2 separate regions of the Arachis hypogaea genome follow, and region 2 is linked to region 1. Evidence: chromatin contacts called from public Hi-C data. All regions are on one chromosome and are shown on one strand. The core of a region is the stretch at or near the end of the contact, and the rest is flanking DNA. Distances in the headings are between cores, read along the strand shown. Region 1 holds the start of LOC112738363 (mitogen-activated protein kinase kinase 6). Region 2 holds the start of LOC112738365 (protein TIFY 10A).

Region 1 (7,928 bases), core at 2,362-4,861:
TTTGAAAAAAATCTTAAACCAGAATTTCTTAACACATATGGGTTTCTAGAACGTGAGGCTCTTTTGTGAAAGAAAAATTTTTTAAAAGCGGCCTCATTGTTAGAGATGTAACCCAAACCAAAGTTATTTGAAGTAGGTTCAGACTTTAAATAAGATGTATTTTTTTTTATCAAAATCTAACTTTTCAAAATCAGCATCAAGGTTAGATGAACATTCAAGACTAGATTTATCAAATGATGATTTTATTCTTGAAAATGATGCTGAAAATTTTGCAAGTGATTTTTCAAAAATTGCATCATATTTGTTACATACCCTAAACCTGATTTTTTCAAAAAATGTCTTTGATTAGCAAGTAATTTGTCCAAGTTGCTAGAACTATGTACAAATTTTGCTAAATCATTATTCAAACTTTTGATCATTTTATTTAATCTTTTATTTTCAGCAATAAGTTCTTAAGAAGGATTAATGATGTGCTTTTCTTTGAACTTTTCAATTTCAGATTTCAAAAATCTATTTTCTTCAATGAAATCAAAAGCACATTTGGTCTCCTTCACCTTTTCTTTCAAAAACTCATTTTCATCTTTCGAAACTTCATTTTCATATTTACATTTGTTGTATTTATTCAACAATTTTTCAGAATGGTGAGTGAACTCATCAATAATAACATGCAAATCATCAAGAGATAAGTCATAGAAATTTACCTCTTCTTGTTGATCTTCATCATCAGCCGTGAAATAGATTCGGGCTTCATCTTCGGAGTTTCCTTTCTCATCTGATTCAATCTTGAGATCCTTCCAAGAAGCCATAAGTCCCTTCCTTTTTGGTTCCTTTGAGTTACCACCTCTGCTTCTTCCTTTGAGTCTCATCGTTCTTCTAAGTTTTCTAGCAAAACATACAAACTCGTCATTTTATAAACAGTCACTACATTCATCATCCAATGATTCAGGGCAAGATTTAAGAGCCACTTCTTTCCTCTCCTTTTTTTTTGTATCATTTTTTTTGAGTGATTTCACATGCTAGTAACTTTTCTCTCAACTCATTATAGGTCATTTCACTTAGGTTACTTCTTTCATAGATAACAGTATCCTTAGTTTTCGACTCTCTTGTCAAACTTCTCAAGATTTTTCTCACTAGCATCCGTTCGGAATGAATAATCCCTATAGCGTCCAAGCTATTAATGATGATAAAGAATCTCTCGAACATATCATCAATTGATTCTCCTTCCTTCATAGAGAATATCTCATACTCTTTGCTCAGCATGTCACTTCTAGTTTCTTTTACTTGTATGGTGCCCTCATGTGTGACTTGGATCTTATCCCAGGTTTTCTTTGCTGTTTTGCATCTTGAAACCTTCAAGTATTCCTCAAAGCTGGTTGCACAGTTCAGCATGTTAATAGCCTTGACATTTAGTTCTACCTTCTTGTCATCTTCGTTCTAATCTGCTTCAATTTTAGGAGTGACAACACCATCAGCGGCTGTTTTTTTTTTTTTTTGAAGAATGGATATCTGTTGTTGGACTATCCTTCAGTCAGAGTATAAGCCACTGTGTAAAAATTCATGTTATTCACCATCAGGATCTTTCCTCCAAGCTGTGAAGCTTGATCTCTTTGAGACCAAGCTCTGATACCAATTGATGGTAATCAGTGGCTAAGAGAAGGGGGGTTGAATCTTAGCCCCCTTTTTTGCTGAATCTCAATCTCTGATTTTTCAACCAAACTTTAGGAGATATTTCTGCTTTTGTCTCGTGTCGAGTTAAGAGACACTTTTGTTTTGTCTCGTGCCTTGAGAGACACTTTTGTTTTCATCTCCTGATTAACAAAAACAGAGAAAGGAGTAGAGAAGAAGAATTAACAGCAGATATATCCTGGTTCAGCCATTAGGTGCAATGTGGCCTATATCCAATCTCCATCACAACAATAATAGAATTTCACTATCTCTTTTTTAATATTACAAACACTAATTTCTCCTTAGGAACTACCCATTCCTATCTGGGACAAATCCAGATTCTATTCCCAATCTGAACTTGACTTGGACTTAAACCAAGCTTTCAACTGCAAAGTGTCAACCCAACTTACAAGGGAATAAGTCCAGATTCTAACCCAACCTGAACTTGACTAGAACTCAAACCTGGCTTTCAACCGCAAAGTGCTAACCCAACTTGTAAGGGAATTCCCTCAAGATCATGACAACAAAACAAAAATACATACAAAGAATTTCTGAGATAAATATGGATTTTTCTTTAACTCTCTGCATTTTTCCACTCATTGGCTTTTTCTTACAAAACCTCACATTTTGCCTTTTACCAATGAAATACAGACAGACTCACTGAGAAAAAGAAATATTCAATGAAAGCCATGAAGGAGAAGAATAAACAACTCAAAGAACTATGGGAACCCAAACGTGTGCTCTCACTCCTTGATCTCAACCCTTGGCCGTTCACCCTTATTATAGAAGGGGAAGCTCCCAAGGTTGAAACCGGTTCAACCAACCCAGCAACTTCTTTTCCAACATAGGTTAAGTCACGGTTTGAACAAAAGGAAGAGAGAGGAAAAACCGAAACTACATGCATGTACCTCTCTCAACCTTTTTCATCCATTTTCTTCAATCTTGGCCATTGATCTTGACTTTGACCCCAAGAATTGATTATGAACGTTGATGAGCGTCTGACCCAGGCTGGCTTCAAGCTTCCCATTTTTGTTTCTTCCCTACCTGAGACTCAGAGGCTATCTTCTTCACAAAAATGGAAATAAATCTTTGCTGTGCCTTCAAGATAGATTTGCTTCATGAATCGAGGCATTTCATTCTTTCCTTGGCAACAAATCTTTAAGTCTTTCTTCAAATCTTTCCTTTTGTGGAAACAATCTTTCTTAGTCTTTCTTCATAGGCTTTGGTTTTAATTTTCTTCTTTCTTTTTTTTTTAATGAAAGATGTGACCGAAAGCAAAAGAGAGGAGAGAGAAGAGAGAACAGCTTTCATTGGAAGTCATCAATACAAATTAAATTGAATTGAATTTGGAGTTGCGATTATCAACGGTGTAGTTACTAAAGCATGTTTTTAATGAAATTAAACTCAATTGGATTTTTACTTTCAATAACCAAGAATGATAACTTTGGCAATTTAAATTTTCTTTGGTTTGTGACTACCGAACGAGTTACTAAGGGTTTGGACCATTTCCTTCTTTTTTTTTGCCTTTTAATTGTTTAGCCACTTGAAGTGAATAATTATTATTGGGCTAAACTTGTTTAGTAACCAAACTGTGCTCTCATTACTTGAGCCTCTTTGGATCTTTTTTTTTTTTAATATTAACCACTATTTATGAAATAAATTTTGTGTAAGGCTGGCCATTCAATAATTAAATTGGGTTTAATTACATCTTAGCCCAATATTAAAAACTAATTTGTTTCCTGCACACTAACAAAAATATCAAACAAACCATTGGAAGCAATTTAAACAATTAATAATATTTTAATAATATTTACTCATTATTTCAGTTTTCCAAATTCAACACATGTAATATATTTTGATCGTAAAATTAATACTTTTTCGGATATATAATAGATAAATAAAAAGAAAAAGACTAGTTTAAATAATCGGCGGGCGCCAACTTAATTGAAGGAAAAGCTAAGCTGGCTAGCTTAGTAAAGTGTTCCTTACTGTCTCACTCAGTCTCAACGGTCTAAACTCTATACTCTAGTCTAAATTCTAAACACAGTCACACATGCTCTGCACTATGACACACCTCAAACCCTAGCTCCTTCCGATCTACTCACCACAATTCTGCTTGCCACCGTCCGTGGTCGCCGTACTGCTTCTCTCCCTCGTCGCCGTTCTGCTCGCCGTTGTCACCGAAATTCTGGTAGGTGAGTCCTCTCTTTGCTGTGTTGTGTTGACTTGTTAATTTGCTTGATTAATTAGTTGATTTTCTGGTGCTGTGTTCGTTCAATTTTAACTGATTTCTCAGACCCTATTTCAAATTTCATGGAAACATTAGTCCTTGTTGGTGTTTGAACATTTCCCTTTTGATCTGTATATCATTGTGTCCCCTGGATTTGAGAAAATGTTCACTTTTGACTATACAGTTTTTGAATCACTCTGTAGATTTTTGCTGTGTCACACTATCATAGCAGTACCTTAATGTTTCAGCCTCATTTACTCGTAATTTTCTTCAATTCTAGCAATTTGAATGGAACAGAAACAGTAATCTACTACCAAAGGCCTCTACTCTTTTTGATATGTGTTTTGGAGCTCCAAGTAAATACAAACTCTTAAGTAAATAAATTCAGTTCCAGTTTCATATGATGTACAAAATCTGCACCATTTTTTTCTTTCCTGTTAATTTTTTTATCTTTTGATTCTAGAAAAGGGTGGAGAATTTTTAATATGCACAGGTATTCTCAAACATGTTACATACTTAATGATTCTCACTGACTCAAAAAGGAACTACAAATTCTGCTTTGTTTTGTAAGGTGATTTTTTTTTTTTTTTGGTTATTTTCACTTCCAGTACATATAGGAATGTTGTGGCTTATAGTTTCAACAATTTGATGCTTAATAGGCTCAAGATTGTTATGAGCTTTCAGCCGAGTATGAAGGGAAGCATAATAATTGAGAAGTTGGAGGAACTTGGGAATATGTTTTAGTGTTGGCCTTTGAATGACTTAAATGGTTACATAACGTATGTCAATTGAATGACTTACAGTTTATCTTTGATAAACTATTTAATTAAAGACCATGCCATCCAATTCCCTATAAAATAACGCATAAATTATATTGGCGGTCATCCTCATTTGAATTAATGATATACCAAAGTTATGCTCACTATAAATCTAATATACCAAAAGTATCCCCACCTTTGTTTTTTCCCTTCTGTTTCTAACACTTTCTCTTCCTCTTTCTGTGCGCTCAAATTGTTGAATCAATTCAGCATTTCTTTGACACTGAAATAACGAAGAAACAAATGAAGATGAAGACCAAAACACCATTGAAGCAGCTCAAGCTTGCTGTTCCTGCTCAAGAAACACCCATCACTTCATTCCTGTAATTATATTCTCTCTATCTTCTCTATTAACACTCACCCATGTCTTCTTAGCTTCACCACTTAAATTCGCATGTAAAGTTGCCGTCGTTAGCTTTATGTCACTCTTTATGCTTTGTTGTTGCTAGCTACCAAAATATACTAGTTTAGCACGTGGGTTAGTTTGACAACAATTCCAACATGCAGTATCTTAGATTACTTGTTTTTTTCATGTTTTAAGCTCGGGGAATTGTCTTTATATGAGAAGAAAACTTTCTTTATATCAGGACTGCAAGTGGCACATTCCATGATGGAGATCTGCTGTTAAATCAGAAAGGACTGCGTCTCATCTCTGAAGAGAAAGAATCAAGGGTAGCTCTTATTTCTTCCACATTCCCATTTGTTGTTTCTACTTTCTAATCTAATATATATATATATACTATTTTCAATTTTGCATAAATTTTGCCTAATGAGTTGAATTTCAAAGCCAGCTTCCATTGCTTTATTAGGATCTAGAAACTACATTGCTTATCTTCAATCAGTTATGGTGTTCAGTTTTGATTACTTGGTTGCAATTTTCTCTACTAGTTTCCTCACAATGTACATTGCACTATCGTTTGCAGCAATTATTGTTAGTTTCAATTTTGATGACTTTGATTCAATTTCATTTTCCTTGTAGCATCTAATCTTAGACTTGTAATTTTCCTGTTTGGACAGCCTTCTGATGGTAAGGAACTGGAATTCGATTTCTCCCTTGATGACCTTGAGACCATCAAAGTGATTGGAAAAGGTAGTGGTGGCGTAGTACAACTTGTTCAACATAAGTGGGTTGGAAGATTGTTTGCTCTGAAGGCGAGTACATGCTGCACTTAATAACCTTATTTGAATTGCGTCTGGTTTTTATTTGACACATTATTTTAAGGTCAACATAGTTTCCTTAAAGTTCCTTTCTAAAACAAATGGATTCATGACATGAAAATTTTGAAACAAGTGCAATGCTTATTTCAGAAGTTTGTTTCACATGTTCATCTTAATACGGCAGCTATCTAAAAGATCAGGTTTGAGATCATCAGCTAATTAGATTGGAGCCTTGACATGATGCAGACAGCAACCTTAGTATGAAACTGTGTCTTTTATGCTGCAATTCTTTTCAGAAGTACTTTCTAGATCAGCCTTTTCTGCTTCTTCCTAAAATTTGATCTATATTATTTGTTTGTTGTCTATGTTTTTAGCTATTTCAATAACACAGTTTAAAATTGTGATCTTGCGCTGCTGTAAGGGATTACATTTTAAAGTAAAGCATACTGAATTTAAAAATTGTTTTTCAAGTCTCAACCCTGTACATTTTGCTTCTGTCCTTCATTGCAGGTCATTCAGATGAACATACAAGAGGAGATTCGAAAACAGATTGTTCAGGAACTGAAAATAAACCAAGCTTCACAATGTCCACATGTTGTGGTTTGTTACCACTCATTCTACCATAACGGAGTTATATCGCTTGTCTTAGAATACATGGATCGCGGTTCTCTGGCAGATGTAGTCAGACAAGTTAAAACAATTCTGGAACCATATCTTGCCGTGGTTTGTAAGCAGGTATGGTAGACCATAATTCTTTCAGTCTTTCTTGTTGAAATTGCCACATTCTAGTCCTGTCAACAATTGAGGCTCATTTACTGTTCCCTGGTTAATTATTTATGAGCCATGTCCATATTACAGGTGTTACAAGGTCTTGTTTACTTGCATAATGAGAGACATGTGATACATAGGGACATCAAACCATCCAACCTATTAGTCAATCACAAAGGGGAGGTGAAGATTACTGATTTTGGCGTTAGTGCTATGTTGGCAAGCTCAATGGGCCAAAGAGATACATTTGTCGGAACTTACAACTACATGTCGGTATGTGCCTTTTTTTTTTTTTGGCTCTATGTTACCAGAATATACTTCGTATCTACAATCAAATTCATCATAATCAATAGACTGATTTGTTGGCTTCCTCTTTTAGCCAGAAAGAATTAGTGGGAGCACTTATGATTGTAGCAGTGATATCTGGAGTTTGGGCTTGGTAGTACTTGAGTGCGCCATAGGAAGGTTTCCTTACATACAATCCGAGGATCAGCAATGCTCCCCTAGTTTCTATGAGCTTCTGGAAGCAATTGTCGAAAGGCCTCCACCTTCGGCTCCGGCAGATCAATTCTCTCCAGAGTTCTGTTCATTTGTATCATCCTGGTAATTGTTATTTTGTTTCACTCTCTGTGTCCCTACCAGGAAAACTGAAATCAGTAACTATTTCAAGTGGTCATTTTGATCCATTTGTTAGTTTAATCCGGTATCACCAAAATTGTTGTAAATTCTGAACAAACTGTCTTGTTTCAATTCTAAGTTCAATTTGGCTTAATGCAGCATCCAAAAAGATCCACGGGATAGATTGACATCCTTGGAGCTTCTGGTTAGCAACCTAACGCTGTTTTCTTTTACTTATGAAATGTTATATCTTATTAAAATTCTTAAATGCTGATTCTACTAATCTTATTGTGTGTTTACAGGACCATCCTTTCATAAAAAAGTTTGAAGATAAAGATCTTGATCTTGGAATTTTAGTAGGTAGCTTGGAACCCCCTGTAAATTTTGCTAGATAAAGATCTTAAAATGCAATGTGTAAAATTTGTACTTGACCAATCATAACTCTTGAAACAGTTCATGAAAACTTCTCGTCCGTGATGCTACAATAGAAATATATATCCGTGTCAGTTTTGAGATTGTTAACTTCAATTATAATTTCATTAAACTTATTTGTGTAATAGATGTTTGCATTCAATAGCTTCACCATTTTGGTAGTTTATTCTTTCATCATTAAAATTCCTACATCCTTGAACCAACTTGAGATACTAAAATAAATATATTGTGTTTTGACG
Region 2 (7,928 bases), core at 1,804-4,303, 240 kb after region 1:
TCATCAAGTCATTACCTCATGGTTTTGAGGTAAATATTATAGATGAATGTGTATACCGCAAGTTCAGTGGGAGTAAATACATATTTTGGTCTTATATATGTTGATGACATTCTACTTGCTAGTAACGATATAGGCTTGTCGCATGAAACCAAGAAATTTCTATCGAACAAATTCGAAATGAAAGATCTTGGTGATGCCTCTTTTGTATTAGGAATCAAGATACTAAGAGATCACTCTCAAGGTATTCTTGGATTATCACAAAAGAACTATATCGAAAAGATTTTAAGTAGATATCTCATAGAAAGTTGTAGACCAATAGACATGTCCGTAACTAAAGGAGACAAGTTTAGTCTCAAAGCAATGCCCCAAAATGATCTTGAGAAGACAGCAATGCATGATAAACCTTATGCATAAGCACTAGGGATTTTAATGTATGCTCAAGTCTACACACATCCCGATATATCATTTATAATGGGAATCTTGGGTAAATACCTGAGCAATCCAGGCAGGATCATTGGATAGCTGTTAAATGCATAATGCGTTATTTAAAGCGAACAAAGGATTACATGCTTATTTATCGGATATCAGAAAATTTGGAGATCATTAGGAACTCTGATTCCGATTTCGATTTCATGGCATATGGTTGCGAAACTTTGTCACTGAGCTTCATATAGTAGATGACATTGAAAGGCCATTAAGGATATTTTGTGACAATAAGTCAGCAGTACTATACTCCAATAACAGTAAGAGCTTGACAAAATCGAAGCATACAGATATCAAGTTCTTAGTTGTTAAGGAGAAAGTTTAAGAAAAACAGATTTCCATAGGACATATAGGAACAGAGTATATGCTAGCAGACCCATTACCAAGGGATTGACCCCTAAAGTTTTTTCATGAGCACACTGCTCGGATGGGTGTCAATATTTGTGATGCATTGGTTTAGTGGGAGTTTATGCTATATGTCCTATGACAGATATTGAGTTATTTTTCTGCAGAATTAAGTTGATGGTTTATTTCATGTTATGTGAAATGTTTATTTTGCAATATTTGTATTGTGTTTGATCTCAATAAAGTTGGACCAGCTGGAAATAGACATGCATGAGATCACTTGGCATGTAATTTCCATATTACTCATCCAAATTTGATCTATGTCGTTGAGTATATTAGGATGGTGATTGGCGTGGTTTAGTCACGGCATTTAATGTGATAAAAGCTGCGGTAGTTCCATATCTAATGTATGAGACGGACCAAATTGTTAAAGTAATGAGAGAAATAGCATTCAGATGCGCGCATAAAGTTCATAAAGATGTGATTATGTCAAGAAATAATATATGTATAGCCAAAGTGGGAGATTGTTAGAAAATTATTTGATTTCCTAACTTATTTGTGGGTAATACATATATTAATTATAATCACAAATTATGCTATTTCAAATTAAATGACTTATATAATGATGATCTCATTTATTGTTTTAAATGCTAATTGAATAAGTCATTATTACTTTTGATTTGGAATTAAATGAGAATAAAACCAGATATTATCTTTTGTTCCTTAAATAATTATCTTTTTGGATTTTAGATATATTATCTTTTGGGCTTTAGATACTATTTTATTTGGACTTAAGGGTTTAATGGGTGCCATGCTCAAATATAAATAGACCTTCAGCCCAATATACCAAAAGTCGCTTTTGTTGTTCTTTCCCTATCAAAAGAGTTGCGATTCAGCCTCCTAGGAATACAGAAGGCTTTGGTTGAAGAAGATCGAAAGAATCACAAGATCCAAACTCTTCCGGTCATATGATTTATGTTTATGAATTCAAGTACGCTTCCACATTCGAATATGATATATATTTTTGGTGATTCAATATAGATGATCTGAGATATTAAAACTGATTTATTCTAACACTTTAATCATATGTAACGGTGGTCTATGGTGGAGCCAAACACTTTTATTTCACTTAATGAAATTCTTAACTTTAATAAGAAAAACATGTTTATAAAAACTTTTAATTGTGTCTAAATATTTAAAACATTTCAAACGTTAAATGTTTCTAAAGACTTTCAATTTCAACCCTCTATTAAAATGATTAATATGAAAAAATTTCACCCCACATTTGTCTCTGTCCTATTGATCTAAAAACGTAAGGTTAAAACTGAAACAATAAAAAGAATTTATGATGAAATTAAAAATAATTTAGAACGTGGTGATATTGAGAATAAAAAGTGAGGATCAAGTACCTAATTTATTATTAACAGTAAATAGATGAAATGTTTTATGAATAGTCATCACTCCAACTATCTAATACATTGTTAGTATGTTGGTGCAACAGTGTGGATATTTTAATTCACATCTTACTCTTAAACAATGAAAACATGTTATATATATTTATGTTATTTAATTTTATTATTTTCCTTTTCTTAAAGAGGGAAATGTGAGATTTCATACCTGATATTTGGTCTAATGTATGGAGCATGAGAGTAATTGAATATAGAATATTGGTAAAAACTTTAGCTAATTTTTTCTTTTAATAATTGATAAAAATACGGTCTTAATTGAACAATTTTTTAAACGGCAGAAATGTTATTAAATTATTTAAATTTCAAAGAATTAATTAAAAATTAAATAAAACTATAAAATGAAATAGAATAATTAAACTTAAATTTTGGTGAGAAAAAAAAATAAAAGGAAAAAATAATAAAGTGAAAAATCAAATATTAAAATAATCAAATTACGTATTTGTCATAAAAAAATTTAGAATTTAAATTTATTTATTTGTCATAAAAAATTTAAATTTAAATTTAGAAAATAAATTAAATTATATATATATTTATACATAAATATATTAATAACTGATTTTAATAGTTGATTTTGGTGTATAAATAATATTTTTGAATTAGTAAGTTAAAAAAAATTGATTTATTAGTTGGATATTTACGTAATTAATTCGAGGAAACAAAGGCAAAAATGGGAAGGAAAGTAAGGCGGCCCCCCCTTACGGAATCCGGATCAGTTGGCCGTTTCCATTAATTTTAACTGACGCGGAAACAACACGTGGTGGAAAATAAAATTACGCAAACTAAGCCAAACAAATATAAAAAGTAAAAACAAAAATAAAAGATAATGATGATAATGGATTAAATTAAAGTAATGCGAGAGTGGGGTTGGAGAGACCAAATGAAACAGCATAACAATACAGTCGAGAACAGCGGCAAGAAAAGCAACCTCTTACTTTTTTTATTCATTTATTTTTTTATAAAAGAAAAAGAAAACACTCACATATTCCTCGTGCTTCAATTTCCCACCTCCAACACCAAATATATTTATTTTTTATTGGGCCAATGAAAATTGGTCATAATTGTTTTCTCATTTATATATCAAGTCCTTGGCGACGAAGATCATCAGTACTTTAAACACAAATAGCGGTTCCTTCTTTGTTAGAATCCTCTTCAATATCTCCAACCGTTGATTAGGGATTTGTTAACGCTGCTTCAACTTTTTATACGGCCAAATATATTTGGGTGCTTTTAAGGTTGAATACTGCTACTATGTCTAGTTCGTCGGAATACTCGGAAATTTCCGGCCAGAAGCCGGCGAGGTCACCGGAAAAATCGAGCTTCTCTCAGACTTGCAGTTTGTTGAGTCAATACATCAAAGAAAAGGGCAACTTTGGAGATCTTACCCTCGGCATCACATGCAACACCGAACCAAGTGGTATGGATAATTAAATTCTCCCAATTATTATCACTATTATTATTTTCGAAAATTTAAGATGCTCTTAAATTATGTCGTTTTGGGTTATATATATATTTTTTTGGCTAGTACTTTAAAGGGGAAAAAAAAAAAAGAAATTGAAAGTTTTTTTTGTTACAAACTAATTCCTTTCTTAAGGGTTTGAAAGTTTCTTGTATGGGAAATTGATTTATTAATCTTTTTCAAACTCAAACTCACAGATCTAACACATGGCTTAATTAATTTTGCCCTTGATTTTGAAATAGGGAGAAGACAAATTTCATGAAAGGAAGCAATTCTTTGTTCTAATTTTATTTTATTTTTTGGGGTATTTATGTGTGCTACCTAAGTATCCAAAAAATTTCTCCTTAGTCCTTACAAAGTTAAGATTTTTTTTTTTAATTCGAAAAAGAATTTATCTGAATCTGGAAATTGTGCAGGGTCACCTGAAACATCGTGTCAGTCTGCAACAACTATGAACCTATTTCCTACCAAAGAAAACAACGTTGCACCAAAAAGCCTCACACTCACTGGCACAGCCATGGATTTGCTCTCTCCACAAGGTGCTTATCGTGCCAATCTTCCCTCTGAAGAAATTCCAAACTTGATCAATTCCAGGTTTGTTTATTACTTCCCATTCCTTAACAATTTGATAATTGATATGGAAAAAAGCTTATTATGTGTAACATACCTATTCATAATTGTTACAGATTTAATCACTAATTGAATTTCACATATCTAAATCCCAATTTGGGAACTACTTTGATTGCAATTTAATTTAAGGGTTCTGGTGGAAAAATTGAATCGAAGAAATAAAAGGTTAAGTTACTAATACCATAACCTAGTTACATGAATTCACCAATTATGTAGGGTACCGGGTACCAATTTACACGTACCGCATGCATATGGCGTGCTGTGTATTGCGTACCCACTCCCGTATTTCATGTAACTATGACTAATACATTAAATTATGTTAGAAACTTTCCTGTTCTCGAATCCTTAACGGGTGTCATTACCAAAAACCTTTAATCCAATTGTATTAAAATTTTTGGTTAGGCTAATGTGTGATTATTTATTCATGACTTGCAGTGCAGTTAAGTCTGTGAGCAAGGGCCTGAAAACTGCACAATTGACAATCTTCTATAATGGTCAAGTTGTTGTGTTGGATGATTGTCCTGCTGAGAAGGCGAACGAGCTCATGGCTTTTGCCAAGAAAGGAGTCTCTCAAAGCCAGAACAACTCTGTCTACACCTACACTCAGAGCCAGCCTTCATTTCCTCCTAATTTGGCCAGAACATCTGCTGCTGATTCGAGTGTTCAAGCCTTTCCTAACGTGAATATCGTTGCTAGTTCCGGTAGCAATTCGATCCATGAGCACTCAAAACCTCAGTCCAGACCTGTTGTTTGTGGTAAATTATTCTTTTGGATCTACTATTTGTAACTTGGCTGAAAAGAAAACCTTTTGTGCTGTTGTGGATCAAGTTTTTGCTGATCGTAAATTTTCCTTTCGATGCAGATCTACCAATTGCAAGAAAAGCTTCGCTTCATCGGTTCCTGGAGAAGAGAAAGGATAGGTAGGCACTCTCAACCAAAAATAAACAACAATTTTAAAGATTGGTGTTTTGCTTGGTCTCTCAATGTTTTGTATGTTTTAACCTTTTTTAGAGCTGTGATCCTCAAATCAAATTAATTGATAAAAGGCTTCTCACATGTTTGGTCTTCTTTGGTTCATGTTTCATTTGGTTTCCTCTAACAAAGAAAATCTCCTTTTTATCCTTTGACTGAAACAAACAAACTTGATTACTAGGTACTTCAAAAATGAAATGAAATTAGTTTTTTTGAATTGATTTTTCCCCTTGCACAAATTGAAGCTGCAATTCACATATAATTAAAGCTTTGACCTTTTAATCAAGTTGATTTTACCCAATTGACTTAATTTTATGTTCTTTGATTTTTGCAGAATTGCATCAAAGGGTCCATATCAAGCAGCAAATCCCATTGGGAGCGCTAACAAGCCAGCTGAATCCATGTCATGGCTTGAGTTGGGTGCTAAATCTCAAGAATGAGTGCAGCTATATATATATAGTATTATAAACTTTGTGCCTTTTTTTTGGGGGTTGTGTACCCATTGTTAAAAGTCTTTTTTGGGCTATAGGGTTAGCCTTTCTGTCTGTCCATCAATTAATTAGCTTTGGGCTCTGTTGTTGGGGCTTATATCATAGATCTAACTATACCTTAGTTTTGTTAGATGTGAAAATGGATCATCTTAATTTTTCTCCGTTGATGTTTTTAAGGAAAGATTAAGATGATTCATTTCGTGTTACCTGTTCTTCTAATTATTGTTAAGATTCTAAATTTCTTCGTATTACCTTAATCATTTTGAATTCAAATACATATATATATTGTTATTATTAATTTGTAGTGCTTCTTCTATTCTTGTTTGAGTTGTCTTTCATTCGCTCTATTTGCGTTGACATAAGATGGCAAAAAAGATGGCAATGGACAGGGACATAACAATAATAATAAAAAACACAAACAATAACATTAATAACAAAAATAGGAGTTACTTACATGGATTAAACGACGTTATTGTATCTTATTACGTGAAGGTCAAACACTGACCTGAACTTCTACTGTTAGTGGCAGCCAAAAAGGCAACTTGAATCCTCAACGATTTTCATTAATTAAGGTGAAAACATGCATCTAGATGAAGAGAAGAGAAGTTCAAGATTAACATGTGGAAAGTAACTAAGTTATGAAAGAAAGAAAAACAAAATTCTAGAACGTACGCAATCCCTTGAGCAAGCGTCAGTGGGAATTTTTCTATGGTTACATTTTAGATAGCAATGATGATTAAAAATTACATACAAACATTTGTGTGAGAGAATAACAAAATTTGTAAGAAAGAAATTAATATCAACTAAACTAGAGTAGTTAAATTAACCAACTATCTAACTACCAGTGCCAGGGTGTCATACCATCTAACTAACTTCTCAGAACTGACTTAACTAACTAGATTAATTATTTCACCTATCACAACTAACTTCTCCAGATTCTTCAGCAACAGGTCTTTGATTTATTCTAAGTTGAGGTCTCCTAATATGAAGAAAACACTTGGTCTTATTACGATCTATAACCCAATTAATTGGACATGGTGCTGAGTAAGAAAGGGAAAGCAATTTTGAATAGTAGATAAATGAGAATGCGTTCAAATTTTGAAAGAATATATACTAAGCTACAAATTGAGAAGAATGGCACGTACGCATTCCTTTCAAAACTGCTATAAGCTAAATGCACTTGACATGAATTGTGTCTAAACCCAACCCATTTATGCTTAAATCTCTTTTGATCCCTTTCGAGTAAATTACTTCAATTAAATTACTCACAGGTTGTAATATTATCACAACATAAAAGAAAGTCCATTTTGCAGATTAAACTTATAGTGGTAATTGTAAGAAACAAAGAGATCATGCCTTAAGTGTCTCAATTGAGCAAACCACAAGTTTAATTAAGCGCCTACAGGCTACAAGAAAAACAAATCATGAAAACAAATAGACTCTCAGCTTTTTTCCAAACTCATTAAACAAACAAACAAGTGACCGGAAATAGAAAGGGTCATGCTAGTATGACTGTAATTAAAAAAGTGTTTTAAAAGGTGTTGCTAAAATTAAAATAATTTTTTTATTGTTAAACGACACTTTTTAAAAAGTATAACTAAGAAAAAAGTATTACTAAAATATAAAAAACTATAACTTTAATTTTAACAACACTTGCATAAGCATCGTAGTCACCACCATAACTTAACCATACTAAAATTCATCTAATAAAAAAAGAGAAGACAGTAAAGTAATAGTAACGGACAGCAATGGAGGGAGTCGAAGAAGAAGATCCAAAGAATCTACAAAAAGGATCCATCCAATGAATGTATTGATGCATTTACAGTTGATTTTGTGTTTTTGGAGCTTGTATTTGTTCTCTAGATTATCGACTTTGTTCTTGTACTGCTATCATGTAGAACATTCTATTAATTATTTAATCTTAACCTCACCGTGGGATTATATTGAAACTAAATGAAACTTTTTTAATTCAAATAGAACACTTTAAACCTTAAGAACTAAAACAGGATTACCTCAAATATAGGAACCAATTTAGTATTTTACCCAATTTGATATTTTACTTGATGTTCTAACGCTTTTATA

The links. A called contact is a pair of places that touch in the nucleus more often than the background predicts.
Region 2: a contact with region 1 is called in a Hi-C map of leaf, with 3 times the contacts expected there. The contact joins the promoter of LOC112738365 here to the promoter of LOC112738363 in region 1. A contact is called at or near these places in 2 of 8 Hi-C or Micro-C datasets (leaf and an unstated tissue).

The regions. Positions count from the first base shown.
Region 1 is chr13:52,137,754-52,145,681 of arahy.Tifrunner.gnm2.J5K5, forward strand. It overlaps LOC112738363 (mitogen-activated protein kinase kinase 6), which reads left to right and starts at 3,612. Exons shown (of 9, transcript XM_025788788.3): 1 at 3,612-3,856; 2 at 4,924-5,036; 3 at 5,301-5,385; 4 at 5,731-5,865; 5 at 6,382-6,606; 6 at 6,730-6,912; 7 at 7,019-7,242; 8 at 7,417-7,462; 9 at 7,560-7,785. The coding sequence starts at 4,957. The coding sequence ends at 7,652.
Region 2 is chr13:52,374,098-52,382,025 of arahy.Tifrunner.gnm2.J5K5, forward strand. LOC112738365 (protein TIFY 10A) reads left to right here and starts at 3,054. Exons shown (of 5, transcript XM_025788790.3): 1 at 3,054-3,711; 2 at 4,170-4,347; 3 at 4,819-5,138; 4 at 5,246-5,303; 5 at 5,690-6,144. The coding sequence starts at 3,546. The coding sequence ends at 5,795.